Linked DNA regions of Rattus norvegicus: region 2 is linked to region 1. Evidence: chromatin contacts called from public Hi-C data. All regions are on one chromosome and are shown on one strand. Each heading gives the region's core, a stretch centred on a gene start, on an enhancer-like site or on the middle of the called end of the contact. The rest is flanking DNA. Distances are from core to core; before and after follow the strand shown.

Region 1 (6,822 bases), core at 4,233-6,732:
GTTCTTCCAAACAGCTCCTTCACTGAGGAGCAAGCATGCAAATAATTAAGCCTGAGGGGCCACTCTCATTCAAACCTCCCATAACAAAAGGCTTCATCTTTATGTAACAGAGTATTAGGAGTCCTTGACAGAACATTAAGACAAGAGGAAGAAATAAAATAACAGGGAAAAAAATACAGTGAAGTTATCCATATTTGGGTTCTTTTTTTAAAGATTTGCTTATTTATTATATATAAGTACACTGTCGCTGTCTTCAGACACACCAGAAGAGGGCATCGAATCTCTTTACAGATGGTTGTGAGCCACCATGTGGGTGCTGGGATTTGAACTCGGGGGACCTCTGGAAATGCAGTCGGTGCTCTTAACCACTGAGCCATCTCTCCAGCCCATCCCTACTTGTTGATGAACTGACTATAAAATCTTCGTCAGCCCTGGATGTTCCCTAAGGCCACTCTTCAAAACCCACATAAAAGTAGAAAGAAAGAACACGCTCGGGGTTGGGGATTTAGCTCAGTGGTAGAGCGCTTGCCTATCGAGCGCAAGGCCCTGGGTTCGGTCCCCAGCTCCGGAAAAAACGAAAAGAAAGAACACACTCCAGATTTGCCCCGCCCTCCACAAGGGCACCACAGCACAAGCACACACAACCCCAGGCACACCCACTCACTCACACACACACAACAATAATAAACACTCACAGCCTGTAGAATGGGAGGAAAATCTGTGTGGATATCTAATATGATACTAACATCTGCAATTTATAATGGAGTAAAAAAGTAAACACCAGCAAAACAATCAATACAGGCTCCAGTTGTTCATTCTCAAAGGATCAAATACAAATGACCAGTAAATAATTGAAACTGTGTTCGACATCCTTGTACATCAGGGAAATGCAAATTAAAACTGCTTTAAAGTCAGATGTGGCAGTGGGTGCCCTTTAAAAACAAACAAAGGCAAGACTGCTTTGAGATGTCTGCTCATCCTCATCAGAACACCTATCATTGAGAAAAATAATCAGGACAAATGCTGGCAGGGATTAGAAAAAAAGAGGAACCCTTGTCTGATGAGTCCATAAACTGGAGCGGGTACTGTGGAAACTGGTATGAATGTTTCCTTCAACTAAAAATAGAATTATATATTTATATACATGTGTATATTGTATTTATAATAAAGTATATATATATATTATGTGTGCACATGCATATGTACATATGCAATATTTGTGTGTAATATATGTAATATAATGTCATGTGTGTATAAGTGTATATATTATGTGTGTTCAGGTATGTACATATGTAACATTTGTCTGTAATATATATGTAATATAATGTCATGTGTATATATGTATATATTATATTTTATTATATATGTGTGTTCACATATGTACATATGCAATATTTCTTTGTAATATATATGTAATATAATGTCGTGTGTGTGTGTGTGTGTGTGTGTGTGACATTTGATACCAGTGGGTCTGTGCCCAAAGGACCCTGAGTTGCCATACCACAGAATACTTGCAGATCCATGTTTATTGGTGTGACAGTCACAATGGCTAAGACACACAGCCAGCAGAGAAGTGGAGAGAGGAAATCAGTCCACTTGAGATTTTGTTATGATTTAAAGGAGGAAACTGTCACATTTGCAGGAACAAAGGATTCAACTAGAGCAACATAAACCAACTTGGGAAGACATGCATTTTCTCTGGTACTCGGGTTATAGATGTGTGTGTGTGTGTGTGTGTGTGTGTGTGTGTGTGCCTGAGTCTGTGTGTGTGTGCATGTGTGCACACGTGCATGTGTCTGTGTGTGTACATGTCTGTGTGTGTTCATATGTGTCTCTGTGTGTATGCATGTGCATGTGGAGGGTCTGTGTGTAGTGTTTCTGTGTGTGTCCGTATGTGTGTCTGTGTATGTCTTGCTTGTGCGTTTGTGCATGTGTGTATATGGATTTGCATGTTCATGTGTGCACATGCACACACACATGTATGTGTCTGTTCATGTGTGTGTGCATGTGTGCATGTTATGTGTGTGTCTGTGTGTGTGTGTCTGTGTGTGTGTGTCTGTGTGTGTCTGTGCACGTGCATGTGCATGTATGTGTCTGTCTGTGTATGTGCATGTGTCTGTACACTTGTGTGTGCATACCTGTGTGTGTCTGTGCATGTGTTTGTGCACACACATGTGCACATGTGCATGTATGTGTGTGTCTGTGTGTCTGCGCACACACATGTGCATATGTGCATGTATGTGTTTGTGTGTGTGTGCATGTATGTATCTGTGGATATATGTGTGTCTGTGTGTCTGTGCATCTGTGTATGTGCGCACAACATGAAAACAGGTATGAGATTGTGAGAGGGAGGAGGTGGAAAGGAAGGATAGACAGGAGGGACAATGAGATCTATGTGACATGGATGCAAAGGGAGACTTTTGGGAGAAAGAAAATCAGTAAGAAGGACTAAGCAATGGCAAAGACTGGAGGTCAGATGAAAGCTGAGCATGGTGACATATGTGTATGAAAGGCTTACAAAATCCATTTGCAAACAAGCTAATTTGGTGGTTAACAGGTTCTGGAACCAGCCAAGCTGCCCAGCTCTTCTGTGAGGGATTTTCCTGATTGGATCATTTGAGGTGGGAAGACCCACATACAAGGATATGGAATATGGAAGCCTTTGTCTTTTACCTGCTTGCTCTCACTCTTGCTGGCAAGCTCATCTATCTCATGGCTGTGCCATCCCTTTTAGTATTAGAACTGATTTCTTTGGAATTCTAATGTAGACTGAAGACCAGCAGCTCTCCAGGAATCTTCCAGGACTCCAGCACTGGCTTGGGACTGCTTAGACATCCAGCCCTGTGGACTAAGCAACTACAGATTCCAATGTGAGACAGCCAACGGATGCAATCCTGTAAGCTCACCATATATATATATATATATATATGTATGTATGTATATATATATGTATATATATATGTATATATATATACACACACACATATACACATATATGTATATACATATATACACATATATGTATATACATATATACACACATATGTATATACACACATATATGTATATATACATACATATATATTTATATATACACATATCAGACATCAGATATATAATATATATAAATATAATATATAGCAATAAATATATATTCATATAAATGTGTTATTTATATATGTAAATAAATTTATAAAATAAATACATATATAAAATATATAACATAGTACTGAATAAATATTATATCATATAATAATCTATATACAATATTTGTATATTGAAATAAAATATATATAAAATAATAAATTTAAATATGATATATATATTTAGTACTAAATATAATACATATATCCTATCAATACTGCCCCTTTAAGAGAACTCTAATATCTGAACCAAAAAACCAATTTTAAGTTATATAAGGAAAAAGCAAACTGAGCTTGCCTTGCATGGCCCCAAAGAGAACACTTTTCCTGTTAGCTTCCTTGGACATTTGACTGTATCTGTGTCTTCCAAGATTCCCTCTTTGTCCCAAAGGCACCTAGGTGACAGCAGTTGTATCATCTGTCCAGACTACAGAATATATTTCATTAACTATAGCCAGCAAGTGACTTGTGAATCCATGCACTCATTTGTTTATTGGTGGCCTGGCATTGTCTTCAACTCTTAGAGCACATTGTAACTGCATGAGGCAACAATGTTGGGTATGATGCTGGTGAATTAAGATGCCAACCGAATCCAAACATGAGATCAGGGAGGGAACTCAGTCAACAAAAGACTCTTGAAGACGTTAGTGTCCATAATATGGATATTGTGATTTTAATTATCATCATGTAAGTTGAAGAAACACTAGTAGCTAATACAGAAAAACCACCCCAAACAGAGCCATAGGCCAAAATTTTGTCTATGCCCTTCATTTTAGGAAAACACATATCTGATCACAAGACACCTTCAGAGAGCAGGATAAGCCCGGAGAAGTACAAGATGGATCTAGACAGTAAATCCTGGACCACTGCCCCATCCGAGGGGTGGAGCTAGCGCAAGATTATTTTCTTCCCGGAAAAGCAAAGTTAACGGATGCGGCGGAGCCCCGAGGGCCGCTAGATTTACAGCATCTACAGCTGAGGAGGAGCAGAAGCCTTCGCGGGGGTAGGTTAGGATGCGTCTCTATTGATCTGGCGATCGTCCTACTCCGGTATCCAGCCATCAGGGGATGAGAAGCAGCGGGGAGATCGTCGTGGTTATAGTTCTAATGTAGTTCTCGAAGTCGCTTCCGAAGAAGAAGATGAGGTAATGGTTGAGGATGCCGGCAAGGGACATGAGGAACAAGAATAGGATGATCCGCTTGCCGAATATGTAGCCAGGGGTGCTGCGAGGGAAGGGAGGAGGCGGTAGGTGCAGCACAAACCACGCCCCGTGTCACCCAAAAGACACGGGGTGGCCGCTTCCAGACACAGGGCAGTTAAATTATACCGCATTTACTCGTGACACCCACTTACCTCACAGCCAGGGTGGGCGAGCCTCTGCTGTAATTAAGCACTGCACATGTTTCAGAGCCAGGTGAAGGAGCCTGCCTTCCTCAGAAGACCTGCCATCCTCGGGGATCAGTGGCTCTGGCTTCCCTGAGTTCTCTCAACGCCCTTAACTCCAGATGACAGGCCACTGGCAAGTCCTAACAGCGCTCAGACAATCTTACTGAGTCTCGGGAGCACCATGGACTCATTAAGCCCTCTACACGGTGGTCCCTGTCAGGAGTGCCTATAAGGCTCGCACTAGAGGCTGGGGTGTAGTGAGCATTGTGCTAGGGGAGATGGTTTAAATATGCAGTGAAGGTACTTCAGCCCCTGAGGGTTCAACCTTCCCTCCCGAGGCTGCCTGGGAAGAAGTGAGGTTTGCCCTAATGAGAGACAAGCACCCAGTGGTAGAAACACATCCCAGAGGAGTGAAAGAAACTTTAATCTCCCCCTCCCTTGCCCTCCTCCCCTCCTCACTTTTCCATCCTAAACATTTTAGGCACAGCATCCGTTGGAGACAGGAGGAGATTCTTCATGAGAAGACATGAGCTGACACGTCTGAAACGGCCATTAAGATTTCAGTAATGAACCAGCAATGGCACGAGGCCATCAGCACTGATTTGGAGCTTAGAGTCAGGTGTTAGGGACAGGTGAGCTCCCGCTGCCATGGACTGTTTCAAACTATCCCAGAGCGTGGAGGGTGCCAAACTCAGCGTCTGCAGTCCGGAAGTGTCTTACCAGAAATTGTACCTAGCTGAAAGGAACCCCAGAGGCTCTCAACTCTCGTAACAAGTGTTTGGAGGTTGCTCTGCTGTTGGGTACCAACTTTCTCTCTACTCTGTCATCCACAGACTAGGAGTGTCAGCATCTGATGGGAGCCTGGCAGAAGCCCAATCCCCCAAGTCCTTCTCAAAGCAGGATGCAGCCTCTGCATTCCAGCAAGCTCCCTGCGTGACACACAGACAATGGAAGCCCAGAAGCCCAACTCTTGCTAGCTGGCTCTTAATGGCTTGGGTAGAAAATGTCACCAAAGGCCCATGTGTTGAAGGGTCTCCAGTGGGTGGCACTATTAACAAATAATTGGGATCACGAGGGCACCGGCCTCATCAGATCATAGCTGAATGGGCTTTTAGGGAGTGGGATACGATCAGGGGATGTAGGTCACCAGATCTCCCTCTCTTAAAATTATTTAACGTTGTCTGGTGACGTGTGTGTGCACGCGGCACAGCACCTGTGCTGTCAAGACAACTTTGACTCTCCCCACCATGTGAATCGCAGGGATGGGATGGGGGAGTCAGGAGTAGGGGGAAGGGGTGGGGTGTGGAGGGGTGGGGCATAGCCAAAGGAAAGCAAGTGCTGAGGAAGGCTGGGTGCAGCTCAACTCTAGACAGTGCAAGGGCTGATCTGTAGTCCAGGGTTTGGAGATGACTACATCTTGTATTCTCAGCACTCCTTAAGGTTCAAGAGAACCCATGGTAAGAGGCAAACGTTAGGTCTCTCGACAGTGAGATGCTTAATTCACAAGAGGCCTGGGAAGTCAGACCAAAAAGGTTATCGTTGCCCCAGACTCCACCACGGAGAACAGCTGGTGTGCGGTTGCAAGCAGCGTACAGCCCAGCGTGCTATAACCGCGCCAGGAATCAAGGCTGCGCAAAGGAAAACTTTCTTTTTTTTTTTTTTTTTTTTGGTTCTTTTTTTCGGAGCTGGGGACCGAACCCAGGGCCTTGCGCTTCCTAGGTAAGCGCTCTACCACTGAGCTAAATCCCCAGCCCCAAAGGAAAACTTTCATGGGAAAACGAGGCAGCTCTCCCGCTGTCTGTTCAGAATCCTTAAACTTCAGGGAGGTGGGGCCTCTACCCTGTCCTCCATCCAAGGAGAGCCCATTGAGCCCTCAGTGGCAGTCAGGACCCTCCTACTGGGAAGGCAAACGTCACGTCACGTCACGTCATGTCAAGTTCTATAGCACCCTGAGACCTACCTCTGAGTTCTCTCTCCCAGATAGCCGACAAAGTACTTTTGCCTCACGAACAGATACATCAGCCCAGCGAAGGCGGCGGGGACTAAAGTGGAGAAATGAAAACGCACACGTCAGGTTCACGGTCTCCCAGACAGTTGTTCACACAACAGTAACAGTGGTTAAGCAATTAGCGTTTGACCGCAAAATCCAGCAGAGACCTTGGGCTCTGAAAGTGGAGGCTAGCACGCCGTCTCCATTCTGTTTCTGTTGCCATGCTAAAACATTATAACCAGAGGCTGCTTGGGAAAGAAAGGGTTTTCCTTCGGCTTACACTTCCACATCACACTCCATCAT
Region 2 (6,459 bases), core at 3,683-6,182, 100 kb after region 1:
GAAGAGCGTCTTCAATTTACACAATGTAAACTGAACGTTTGTGAGAGATCTTACTGCTGCTTTCACTCAGCAGACTGTGGGCACTAAAGATACAAATTATGAAACAGAATTCATTCCACACAGAGTTGTGTCGATGGATACAAACTACGATTCATTCTAAGTGACGAGCTTCTTTTTTTGAGATAAGATCCATTACATAGCCCAGGCTAGTTTCAAATTTGCGGCAATTCCACTCGGCCTTTCAAAGGATGGAATTCTGTGCATGCACACTATGCCTGGCTGCCTTAAAAGCTTTGAATTACATACGAGTTATATACACTGTTTTTGATATAATCAATTACCAAAATAATCAAACTCTCCAGGTAAAAATGAAGATTAATAACTACTATATGTCCAGGTATAAGGTATACTTTAATCCCAGCACTCAGGAGACAGAGGCAGGAAGACTTTTGTAAGTTGAGGCCAGCCTGGTCCATACAGTGAGTTCTAGGACAGCCAGGGCTACACAGCAAGACCCTGTCCTGGATGATGAGGAAAGAGTATCTTACTGTGTGCTAAAAGCTTAACAAGGTTAACAGCAAATAGCAGAACTTGGGAGTTGGAAAATAGTAAAGTATTTAATGAAAATTATTTGGCAGAGAGATTTAAAAACTCACATTGTCTATGCATAAGTCCATTCTCTGAAAAAATACAAAATCATTAAAATTTAAACAATGAAGAGAAAGCACTAAATAACAGTAGTAGTACTTTACCTGAAGATCCTCACACAAAAAGATAGATTCTTGGAAGCTGATGCGGTAAGTTTTTAAGGTGTTTAGCTTTCCTTTCGCTCTACAAGTAGGGCAATACCCGTCTGCTGGAACTTTAGCTGAAGCATAATTCTAAAAGAGAAATGAAGCAAATCAAAGAGACATTCCTATTAAGTTTATTACAAGAACTAAATGGAACGGTGACCAGAAAAAAAAAAGTGTAACTTTCCACTAGAAGTATTCTGCCAAGACTAAGCACAGCAAACAAGAAGACATGTACTAGCTTAAACAGTTATTATCCGAACAAGACGTTTACAGTTTAAATATTAAAATCTGACTTAGTTTCATTCACAAGAAAAAGGAAATATCAACTACCAAGGAAAATGTATATAGTCCAGAGTTTCAAAGAATAGCAAACCATAAAATCTAAGTATTAACTCCTACTTGCACATATCAATAACAGAGAGATAAACAAATTATAATAATCTTTCGCCATTGCTGTAAGATTTCCGTGGACGACAATTTTTTTTAGGACTTCATTCATAATATGAAATTTTAAATTTCATTTAATTTCAAATATAAGAGGAAAATAACCAATTTTGCACTGAGGCCAAAAATAAGTTCACTAACTTTTCCCAAGTACCCCAGCATGGGGAGTGAAGATATCCCTATATCAGTCCCTGGTCCAACCAGTGGCAAACCATTTCCAATCTTCAGAGAGTCATCCGTCATTCCGAGTCATTGGCTAATTTATGTCACTTGGAACATGTCAAAATCACTAAGGATTTTTCAATGAACCCTGGAAAAAAAAAGTCAACAGACAATTAAATAAAAATCCTATTTACTCTAAAAAGAGAGTTTGCTATTTTATAAGACAAGAGATACTAAGTGTGTTTGTGAGTTGAATGTCCTTGAATAAGCATATTCTAAACTGTAGTTTTCAGAAGACCTCCATGTATGTAGCTATGTGTAAATGCATGAGGAGAGTGTCCCCAGGATGCAGCTTCCCAACAGAGAAGTACACAGAACTTTCCCTACAGGTAGCTACTGGTCAGTCCTAAGTTGGAGACCCCCCAGCTTTCCAGTCTCTTGTATGTGCAGTATGAGACCACGGAGTCAGCGTTACAGTGAGAACTACCTAACCCCTTCAGACCCACTGCTCTCCAAAAGAAATAAAGGAACAGAAGAACCTCACATTTTACACAATCTTCCTTCCGTTTTCAACCATAAAACTGCTCACCAGTTGGAAATACTTTTTTGTTAGTTTGAAGACAGAGTCTCACTAAATAGCCCTGGCTGGCCTGAAACTTGCTACATATGTAGACAAGTCTGACCTTGAACTCGGCTTACCTTTGCCTCCCAAGCACTGGGATTAAAGGCTCAAAACCAGTAGAATATTACATTTAAAAAGTCACCCACAGGGGTTGGGGATTTAGCTCAGTGGTAGAGCGCTTGCCTAGGAAGCGCAAGGCCCTGGGTTCGGTCCCCAGCTCCGAAAAAAAGAACCAAAAAAAAAAAAAAAAAAAAAAAGTCACCCACAAAATATTATGTTCTTTTTAAGTGATAAGTATTCCTGTTAAGACAAATTTAACACATATGCCTTGAATGTATTTCCACAGAGCAGACCCCAATCCCAAGACAAGAGAGCAAAAAACCTGAGATACAGCTTAACACAAGGGAAAAATATGGACTTAAAATACAACAAAAGCAGGCCTAAAAGAGTGAGGCAAAGGTAAGTTAGCTAAGGAGATGCTAAATTCTCGAACCTCTGGCTCACAGATTCACTTTTAGAAACTGGTTATGTACTGGGTGATTGTGGCCCATGCCTTTAATCCCAGGCACTAGGAGCAAAGGCAGACAGATCTCCATGAGTTTGAGGCCAGCCTAGTCTACAGAGGAATCCTGCCTCAAAAAACTAGTTATGCTTTTCTGTCCGAGCTGAAAAGCCTGAAACACCTTTCTTTTTTTTTTTTTTTTTTTTTTTTGGTTCTTTTTTTTTTCGGAGCTGGGGACCGAACCCAGGGCCTTGCGCTTCCTAGGTAAGCGCTCTACCACTGAGCTAAATCCCCAGCCCCTGAAACACCTTTCTTGAGAAGAAATAATTCCAAAAAATATACATGCAGCTTGAAAAAAATCTGTATCCCATTGGGAAGAGGAAGCAGGTACAATTTAAGACCAGCCTCAGCTACAAATGAACTCAAAGTCTACGGGGGGGGGGGGGGGGGGGGCAGACGGGCAGACACATACACACAGAGACAGACAGACAGAAAGACAGAGAAACAGAAGCAGACAAAGAGAGGTAGGTATTAGTGAATTTCAATTTCCAGAAGCTGAAGAACCCACAACTGTTAGCTGGTTCTACTCATAACCTAGAGAATTACAGAACCCAGGAAAGTCAATGTGCTTCGGTGGTAAAACCCTAAGCTATGCACCTGGATTTGTTCTAAGAAGAAAATAAAGCCAGGCTGACAAGATGCTAACACCTAAGTTAGTTACCATCTGGTCTACTTCTCTCTGAGGGAAATAGATGTGTTCCTTCTGTCATTCTGCATTCATTCTCAGAAGAGAAACCTGCAGGCTCCTGAAAAAGGTGTTGATAAAACTTTTTATCTACCTGAGGATCTAGAAAACTGCCTGGAATGGTTCTTTCTCAATATGGGAGTAAAAATGAGAATCCTTCAAGGCCGCTTTCCTGATCCCATGTCTGCTGTGTCAACAAAGAAGTCAAGGCACATTCAAGCATGGTAGTGCATTGCCTTTAAGCCTTTAATTCCAGTGCATGGATCTCTTTGAGTAGACCTATTGCAGATTTCTGTGAGTTCCAAGCCAGCCTGTTTTACACAGTGAATGCCAAGCCAGGCAGTGGTATAGAATGAGACCTTGTCTATGGAAGGAAGGAAAGGAGAGATAGGAAGGGAGTAAACCCAGTAAGCTAGTAGGAGAAACACCAAACAAATGTTAAGAAATTCCCTCTCCCCAAATACTTATGTTTAAAATACCAGAAGTAGACTCTCCAGGTCTTCCAAGCACTGGTTTATATACAAAACCCCGGGATGATTCTCAAATTTCAATTTGTCTAGGAATAAATTATCTTCATTACCTTTTCTCCAAGTGTAATCTGTACAGTACCTAAATTTTGGCATCTTTGGGCTTCCAAATACAGACTAGAAAGTTCGTGTCGTCTACTCTCACCGCTCTCATGTTTGCACAGTAGGCGTTATCTAAACTGGTGGACGATGCTTTGGAAATGTTTCGAACCTGTTTCTCTTTCCATTATGGCACTGTCACAATGACATCTCTGCTTCAAACCACCTATTTGCTCAAACTTGATTATAAAAAAGTCTACCCAAACAGCTCAATACATGCTAAAGATTATGACACGAGCTTATATCAGAAGGAGAACAACCAAGTTTTTCCAGTGTTCATCTCCAGCACTTTTTTCCTCTTACCTAACCCCCTTTCCCCTCACCAACGTCGGTAAGTCACTAACATTCCAGAGATCCTAATGGAAGGTATTAGCCAAGAATAGGTCCATTTAGCAGTCAATCAGGAGAGGGATTTAAACTTAATTCATTGCATGTGCAAAAACTTACTACAGGTTTTCGAAGAAGGGCCTGGTACCCGTCGGCGCTTTACCTCTTGGCTCTACATATGAACTGTCAAGGCCAAGGCCAATAGACTTAAACCAGGCAAGGGGTAGACTTTTCTAAGCCTCTTTCTGCTTGGTACCCAACCCAGCTTCCCGAATTTGAGACGGATAGGGCCACGCGAAGTGAGTTTCAAAAGCCAACCAAGGAAGTAAGTTCCAGAAGCGCGGTGTTCCGTTACCCAGTCCCTCTCCACGCTCTTCGTTGGACGGGCATAAACTCTGGTTTCTGTTCAGCGTTTACCTCTTTGAACCTAAACGGACCCTAAAGACCCAGTCTGCACCTCCATTCTCCACCTTTCCCACCAGACCCTTGTTCCTACCCCATCCTTTCAGCGTGCCAACAACCCACCCCCGGGCACTCCAGCCGTCCCAATCTCTACTTCCCGAGGAAATAACTCTGGCTCCCTTACCTGCCCGAAGCACACTTCTTTGTATACAATGAGTCCGAACTCCTGTTCCAGCTTGAGATCCACACCATCTACCCGTAACGTTCAACCCACGTTCCCTCGGACGGCTCCTCCCCCACAGCCGTCTCAGCAAGGAAAGCAACTTCCGCTTGGGAGTCCGCCGCCAAAGAACTACCCTACAAACACTTTCCTGCAGAGAGCCCTGCTTGAAAGCACGCGGGCAGGGCAGGGGAAGGGGAAGACGAGGGCACTTCCGGCAGGCTCCGCAGAGGCGTGGCTTGCCCAAGCGCAGGCGCAGTGGGAACTGCGGCAGGGCGGGGCCCATAGCTACAGAGCCTGCAAAGTGTGAGTGAGGAAGACGGGGGAGGGGACGTTTCTGGAAGCTGCTGGAAAACGCAGGAGTGACGGAGGTGACGCCAGAGGCTAGGGGGCGGGGCGTGATTAAAATTAGTGCGCGGCCTTCAGCGGAGGGATTACGCTGCCGAGGAAGGAGTGGTAGCTGATCCGATCTCTGGCGCGTAGGCCCAATGTTGGGCCTCACTGGCAGGCCATCATGGCGGCCGGCACGATGGGCTCCCATAGTTCGTTCTTTGGGCCCTCGCGCCACCGTACGTGTTCACAAATGGTCACCACACACGGAGCTGCCCCTCCCTTCTTCCCTAAACCCATCCTTGGAGGCCACTTTCCTTTTCTTCCCTCTCTGATCTGCTCACGGTAAGGGGAGTAGCGAAAGACAAGCACTTGACCCGGGGTGGCACGGAGCAGCCGACCTGCGCATCTCAGTAGCCCTGCCTCCTTTAACTTGAGAGAGAGGGGCGATCTCAGTTGCTAACTTTTAAGAACTGCCTTCGTAGAACGGTCATGTGGTGTCACGGAGGTCGTGACTGATCGCGTTCATGAGGACATCCTATTCTTGGAGTCCTTTGGGTAGACTGTTTCCGTGGCCTGGGACTACAATTTGGAATTTTCTGGACCTTACAGGAATCATGACTGGCATTTTGGATTGCGGTTCTGTGGGGTTTCATTAGTGGTCTTAAACGACTATGTTCTGGCAGGATACTGATAATTTTGGTAGCGTGCTATGGGGGAAACAAGTCTGCTTGTAGGTAGAAATTCAATAAAAGAATTTCAGTTTGTGGTACTTAGGAGTGGAAATCTCTGAGTGGTCCAACTGAGACTTTGTTAGGGTTTTTTTCCTCAAGACGAAAATAGACTGGTTAGGTTTTGCTTTTTTAAATTTGTTTTTGCATTTAAACAAATTTACGTAATGCACTGGTATATTTGTTGTAAGATCAAACTAGATTCCTTTTTGTATGGATTATGAAGTTGTTGTTTTTTTTTTTTTTGAGATTATGAAGTTTTGAGAAAGTGTTTTTTCCTGAAATAGTAGCCAAGATTAATAGGATTGTTTTCTTATTCAACATGCTATTTCCATTTTTAGAATGGAGTACACTTCCCCTCCCAATAAACACTTGCTGATGTCAGCTCATAAATGGAATGACCTAATAATTCAGTTAAAATGTAACCAGACTTTTGAGATGTAAAGCAACATTCACAAACGACTAGAATTAACATAAAAATTGATTATTGCTGTCTTTAATGAAAATTTAATTTTTGACCAGAAAAATTTAATAGTGGGAAACAAAATGAAAGT

Evidence for each region. Hi-C and Micro-C count contacts between places; a contact is called where the count stands out from the background.
Region 2: a Hi-C map of Schwann cells shows a contact between it and region 1, with 3 times the contacts expected there. The contact joins the promoter of Uspl1 here to the enhancer-like site in region 1. A contact is called at or near these places in 2 of 12 Hi-C or Micro-C datasets (Schwann cells and liver).

Annotation. Positions count from the first base shown.
Region 1 is chr12:10,781,454-10,788,275 of GRCr8, forward strand. Alox5ap (arachidonate 5-lipoxygenase activating protein) reads right to left here. Exons shown (of 5, transcript NM_017260.2): 4 at 6,490-6,571; 5 at 3,801-4,366. The coding sequence ends at 4,204. Among named protein-coding and RNA genes, the nearest start is that of Alox5ap, 24 kb to the right of the region's middle. Within about 2 kb of position 5,483, at least 1 of the 93 cell types and tissues checked has an H3K27ac peak or open chromatin away from gene starts, as enhancers often do. A contact at or near this core is called in Schwann cells, where this site is marked.
Region 2 is chr12:10,881,721-10,888,179 of GRCr8, forward strand. It overlaps Uspl1 (ubiquitin specific peptidase like 1), which reads right to left and starts at 4,933. Exons shown (of 9, transcript NM_001198555.1): 1 at 4,809-4,933; 2 at 1,380-1,548; 3 at 753-881. The coding sequence starts at 1,481.